2 separate regions of the Zea mays genome follow, and region 1 is linked to region 2. Evidence: chromatin contacts called from public Hi-C data. All regions are on one chromosome and are shown on one strand. The core of a region is the stretch at or near the end of the contact, and the rest is flanking DNA. Distances in the headings are between cores, read along the strand shown.

Region 1 (3,115 bases), core at 489-2,988, 270 kb after region 2:
GAAGCGTCACAAGTCATTGCTAGCGGCTAGGAGAAGTGCTTCCTCGGGAGTGAGGAGCTACAAAGCCGTCGCGTGCTTGCGACGGGTCCTTGGCGAGCATTTTATTGTAGCCTATTCAAAGCTGAGCGTGTACTGTTTCGCCAGAGCTAGGCCAGTTGGGAACGAGATAGAGATGGTTGGTGGCCTTCCGATGCAAAACATGGACGACAAATATGTAATGGATGGCTGTTGTTCGAGGCATTTGGTTCATTAGCTCATATGTTTTTTGTAGCTGGATCGGAATTAACCACCCCTCATGCATGACGCAAGACAATACTAGACACCGCTCAACTCATGCATGGCCTATGCTTGATAATTGATGAGGCATGTTTTCTTCTCTATTAGATTATTGTGTCCATGAATTATGTGTTTAATGTGTGTGTCTAAGAGAAAATAAAAGGGCATAGGTTCAGTAGAAGATGTTGTGGATCTTTAAAACCGACAGTCATACCATGTGTTTATATGAAGTCAATGTCTTGAGTTATAAGTCATCAAGGCTGTTACACCATATATAGATGGTGAGAAGCCACTGAGCCTAATATAACAGGAAGTCGTACACATATAGTAACACACCGTTAACTGAAGGAGGACGAGCTACAGAGAGCTCTATAAAAACAGGGATTGAATTCTTTTTAACTCATATCTTTCTCGACTTTTTTGCTAAAATAAAGTGTAATATTTATTTTTATCAATTTAATATCTGGTCTATAGACAATATGCTCACTTTGATATTAATTTTATTTATTATTGGCATTTTTGGGGAGAATTCATATGACTCGTTTACTTCGCTCAATCATTGATTGCATTGCGGGTACGCCTTCCTAACCAATATCATGAAATACGATTGTGTACCATCGCAACACACGAGTATTATATTAGTTAGAGTTTAAAATTATGTGGTCTAATTTCACGCAATAAAGAGTGGTAGTGCTTTGTATTGAGATAGTGAATTTCTAGATATAGTCCAATTCGGATAACTGAGTCTTTTATTCCAAATATTAATTTTATATTCAATCAAACAATATAATTCTGTAAAGCTGATGTTAATTTCTAACTCCGTCCAAACGGGGTATTAGTCATATTGTTGGTCTGTTGTCGGAGATAGTGCTGTGAATATGGACGGGCTTTTTGGGCCAACACGAGTATGACACGAAAACAGAAGCCCAAAGCACGACCCGACATGAAATAATATGAGTCGGGCTAGCATGGTCCGAAGACGGGCCTAGGTTGGGCCTCAAATTCTGGCCCGCTGGTCCCCGACACGGTCCGTACAGATGGACCGAGCTTGGGCCGGCACAACCCAATGTAGTCCAAATTGTTTAATTACTTTAATTTAGTAAGCTACCGACTTTATATTGTTATGATATTTAGAGTATGTTGTGAAATAATGCTAGGGTTGTTTAATATCTTTAATTTATTAAGCTATAAACTTTATGTAGTTGTAATATTTTGATTTTATATTGTCAAATAAATGGGTCGGGCTTTGGCCGGCACGATTCAACAAAGACATGACGTGATTTAGGATCAGACTAGACCACTGTTTTTACATTTCAGACTGACACGATACGGTCTAAAAGTTTTTTTTAACTTTCTTGGCCTGAACTTGTTTAGCACGAAGGAACCATAGGTTTGGGTCGGACCGGCACTGCTGGCCCAATTGCCAGCACTAGCCGGAGACAGGCTTTAAAGTGGAGGGATCGGCGGGCGGGTAGTGCGCGCGGGCGTGGTGGTGGTGGGTGCTTTGACTGCAGGCCTCGGCACGGTAGGCACAAATCATTTTGGCCGCTGCGTCGCGTTGGGAGCAGTATTCTACTGTGCCTGCGTCCCGACAAGCGAAAAGAAGAGACGGGGGAGGGTGGGAGAACGGATACCGAAAGGGGTAGGAGAGTGAGCAGCCAGAGAACAGGGAGGTAGAGAGGAGGAGGAGGTAGAAGGCGAAAGAAGGGGAACCAAATCTTGGACGGGAACACATAGATTTCTTTGGTGGAGGAAGGAGGAGGGCAACAAGAGGAGGTTACAGGTATGGACACCCATCTGTTCTTGCTCCTAGATTTGGCTGTTTGTTTTTTCGGTTTGTTCTTCTCTGTTGCTAGTTTGTGACCGCGAATGGGCGTCCTTGGTCCATGTTTGCGTGCGCCGCTGGCGATTCTGGGAGCTCTGGTCATCCATCTCCTGGGATCTGCCTTTTCCCGGTGAGAGGCGCGCACCGTTCGCGGCCGGGTTGTGCCTGTTCTTCGCGCGGGTCAGTGGCATTTTCTGGAGCGTCTCTTGTGGTGTTGACGAAGTTGGCATCGTTATCTGAAAGATGCGCTCTTTCTCAGTTTGTGTTCGTGTTTTTAGTCAGCCGAGAGGAGCGTTTCCGCGGATCTCATGACTTCTTTTCCTCTTGTATATGGGTGCATGGGTTGTGCTCTAGGCTTCCATAGGAAATCAAATCCACCAATTAGTGCCCAATCCGTCAATTCTTTGTGGATTTGCTTGTCCCCCTTTGTTACAGGCTCGGAAATGCCCCTGAATTGATCCTTGGGGGGGGGGGGGGGGGGGGGGGTCCTTAATCAGGATAATTTGCTTTGACTTCACAAGAGTTTGGAGAACGTTGCCTAATATGCTTGAGTTCTGGCCGAGACGGCGAGACATATGCAGCGAGCTTCCATTCTAAGTTATAGGAGTACCATTTAGAAGGGAAGCGTTGCTTCGCGGATGAACATAGCGTCTGTATCCTTGCGATTATCTGCCAAATCTTTAGAGAAGAGGGTTAAGATAAGAAGGCCCTCCGTTTCCATGGCTAAACTATGGTACATCAAATACGAATGACTTCTTTTTGCGAGTCGTGAGCGGTTCTTGCAATGTGTCCACTATTGGGTGATCCTGTGCTCTGTCTTCTGTCGGTTGTACGCTTGGCTCATGACCATTCCGTGTTTTCAAGCTAGGAAGAACTTGTTCTATTTTCTTACATTTACCTAGATTCGTCGGATGGGTTGTACTCGTTAACAAACTAAGTTCAGCTAGATTCGTCGGATGGGTTGTACTCGTTAACAAAGTTCAGCTCGTTAGACATTAACCCTCTGCCGTTGCG
Region 2 (3,176 bases), core at 594-3,093:
GCTCATCAACTTAGCCTAGAAAATTAGAAACTAAATTAGAATAAAATAGAGAGACTAAAATTAGTCCCTAGAAACCAAACACCCCCTTAAAGTTGAATAGTGAGAAATTATAGCCCCCAATTCCATCCATTACATTTGCTCCCAAACAAGCTCTTAGGATTGATTTGGTGTACAAGTATGGAGAATCGCCTCTCTATTCGAACTTTCTCATGGATCTCTCCATTTATCTGTCCACCAATCCAGCCCAAAGAAGAGAGAAACCCGTGGATTTGAGAATACAGAGAGGCCGAGCGTTCATTTTGCGTGGAGGGTAGTCACTGACTGATTGCTGAAGATAGATTGGGAACTGAGTAGAAAAAATGGCATTCAGCATTCTGAAAGCATGACGCATTCGAAACGGTTAGAAAATACCATTTTTTTACTGCGTGTTTGATCGATTTATCTCGTCTCCACGGACGACGGTTTGTTTAGATAGGGATCCGAGAGCCCAGAGGACATAAGCAGTAACTACACCACATATAGAGCATTAAATTGCCGCAGCAGTACACTGACATGTCCGTGACTTAAAAGCTTGCTCGTAATTTATTATTATTGACTATTTTTCTTCCCACTTCGTTTGAAATGGTTCTTCATTAGTTTATCCTAAACTGTACTGTCCAGCTGTTTGATGCTTTCGTTCGTGTCTGGGTGTGTAATATATATGCCTTGCATATGTTATCTGCTGCATTTGCTTCCTAACTTGTGTAGTACGTTGGAATGACCTTTTTTTTCAGAGATTCCGAAAGTCACTCAAAACAAAAGTAGTGACAAATTAATGATGCGAACCGAACAAAGTAGTGACAAATTAATAACGTGAACCCTGCTTCAAAAACAAATTAAAGACCCATGCATACAGCTTATACAAACAACAGGTTTACCACACACAAAACATGGATACATCACATGCATGTAGCATTATTCATGCCTCAAGAACATCACCACCGCACCACCGCTAGCTACAACCAGTCACAAACGGCTAAATAAATTAAACACCAAGTCTCCACAAACAGATACTGACCTAATAGTAAAGCAAACACCACCAAATGAAACAGATCCAACTCTCCAATGCAGGCAGGTAATTAAACTAAAAGGCAGTAGAACACAAGCTATATATATATAGCTAGCTAGACGTACGGTACGTGCAAGGCCCAACTACTGCTCGTATGGAGCTAGGGGAAACCACGAACCACGCATGCATGAAGACGACGACGTACTACAGTAACAGTAGCACCACTCTACTACCACGCTTGTTGGCGTTCAGGGCTTGTTGGCGTGCTCGGGGACGGAGCCGGCGGTGGGCGACCCGGGCATGCCGCCGAAGCCGCTGAAGCCCGGGGAGCCGCCGCCGAAGAGGGGCATGCTGCCGCTGCCGGGCAAGCTGAACCCGGGTAGGCTGCTGCCGCTGCCGGGCATGCTGAACCCGGGAATGCTGCTGCCAGGAATGCTGCCGCCGGGGAGGCCGCCGAACGCCGGGGACGCGCCGCCGCCGAGGCGGTCGAAGGGCGGGAAGGTCTGCGGCTGCACCACCGCGTCGTCCTTCTTCTCCGTCGTCGTGGTCTTGATGTTCCTCGCCTCGGCGGTCGACACGGCCAGGGCCAAGGCCAGCAGAGCTGCCGCCACCATCATCTTGGAAGACCTCGCCATCGCGTGCTAGCTCTCGGTCGATCGGCTCTCTTCTTGCTTGCCTGCTTGCGTGCGCGCCCTTCTTGCTTCTCGACGACGATTAAAAGGCTAACCTAGCCTAGTGGTGTGTGTGTGTGTGTGGCCTTGCTCTATCCCTCTTGCTACTGCTGTGGAGTGGTGTGTGATCGTGAGGAGAGAGAGGTGGCGAGGCAGGTGCTTTTATAGCGGGGGAGACGGCTGGGCGGTATTGAAGACGGCGCAGCGAGCTCATCGGCCGGCCGGGACAGTCGGACAGAGGGGCGCGGCCGCGCGGGGTAGCAGCAGCGCGGTAGGTGGCGGGCGTTAAGGAGGAGAGAGGCTGGCTTAAAGGAGAGGCAGGGTACCTGCTGCTGCTCTTTACTGCATGCCATCCTGTGACCGCCATTAAAATTTCCCCAGGTCACTTCACCAGCCACCACCACCACCCTTGCTGGCCTTGCATACGACGCATATGCATATGCATGGCGCCGTGCATGGAGAGACGACGAAGTAAAGGCGGATTTTTTTTTCTTTTTTGTTCTCTCTCTCAGATCTCGACGCGGTTTGATAAATGGTACGGTGACGCCTAGCTGTGGGCTGTGGTTGTGCAGTGCATGCCTTTGAAATTGAAATTCCAGTGGAAGCTTGCATTGCATACATTGGCATTCTGCTAGCTACGGCTGCATGCATGCAATTGCAATGCATGCGTGACACATGCATGGTGGGTGGTACTATAAAGGACATGATTGGAGTGAAGTTTTTTTTGGGGTTTGGCTAATACCATAGTATTTTATGTCATGAAATGTTTAGTTGCATTCCTGGAAAGTATATTTTCAAAACCATGGTTTTGTAGACACCAAAGTATTTTTGGAGTATTGAAAACTCCACTCCAATCCAAAGTATTTTCATGATATGACTAGCTCTTGCTTAATATCATGGTTTACAATGTTCTATCCAAACAATGTTTGTCAAAACCATGTTATTTTTGGAGCTATCAAAACCACGGTATTATCATAACAATTGCAAGTATAGTATTGTAAAGCCATGATTTTGAGAAACATTGCTGCCAAACAAGCAGGACCGGCCCTAGGGGTGGGCAGCCGCCCAGGGCCCCGAAGGTATAGGCCCCCCAAATATGTACTAAATATAAGTATATGATATGTGCTATGGATATTTAGTAATTGGTCTTAGTTGAGACACTATTCGGTAGTCCTTTCGCTAGCTGTAGCTTGTTGAAAATCTGAGAAACGAATCGATGAGTCTATTGCAGTCACAGAGCAAACAAATCGTCGCAGACTCCTAACGCGATGTGGCGAGGCGCTGAGTGTGTGTTCATTAGGTGATTGTAGCCATAGTGTATGTTGTACTAGTTCTTATATTATATGTGTATATTTTTTCAATCTCACGAACTAATGGTTGATTATTAATATATTCTATATAGGATTTTAAAGCGGAATTTTATCTATTTTACTTTGGCACCAAGCGAGCAAAAGACC

What was found. A called contact is a pair of places that touch in the nucleus more often than the background predicts.
Region 1: a contact with region 2 is called in a Hi-C map of ear, with 2.6 times the contacts expected there. The contact joins the promoter of LOC100283734 here to the promoter of LOC542405 in region 2. A contact is called at or near these places in 2 of 25 Hi-C or Micro-C datasets (ear and tassel).

What each region holds. Positions count from the first base shown.
Region 1 is chr3:35,123,273-35,126,387 of Zm-B73-REFERENCE-NAM-5.0, forward strand. LOC100283734 reads left to right here and starts at 1,739. Exons shown (of 12, transcript NM_001156633.2): 1 at 1,739-2,059.
Region 2 is chr3:34,855,587-34,858,762 of Zm-B73-REFERENCE-NAM-5.0, forward strand. It overlaps LOC542405 (MFS18 protein), which reads right to left and starts at 1,844. Exons shown (of 1, transcript NM_001138443.1): 1 at 839-1,844. The coding sequence starts at 1,683. The coding sequence ends at 1,297.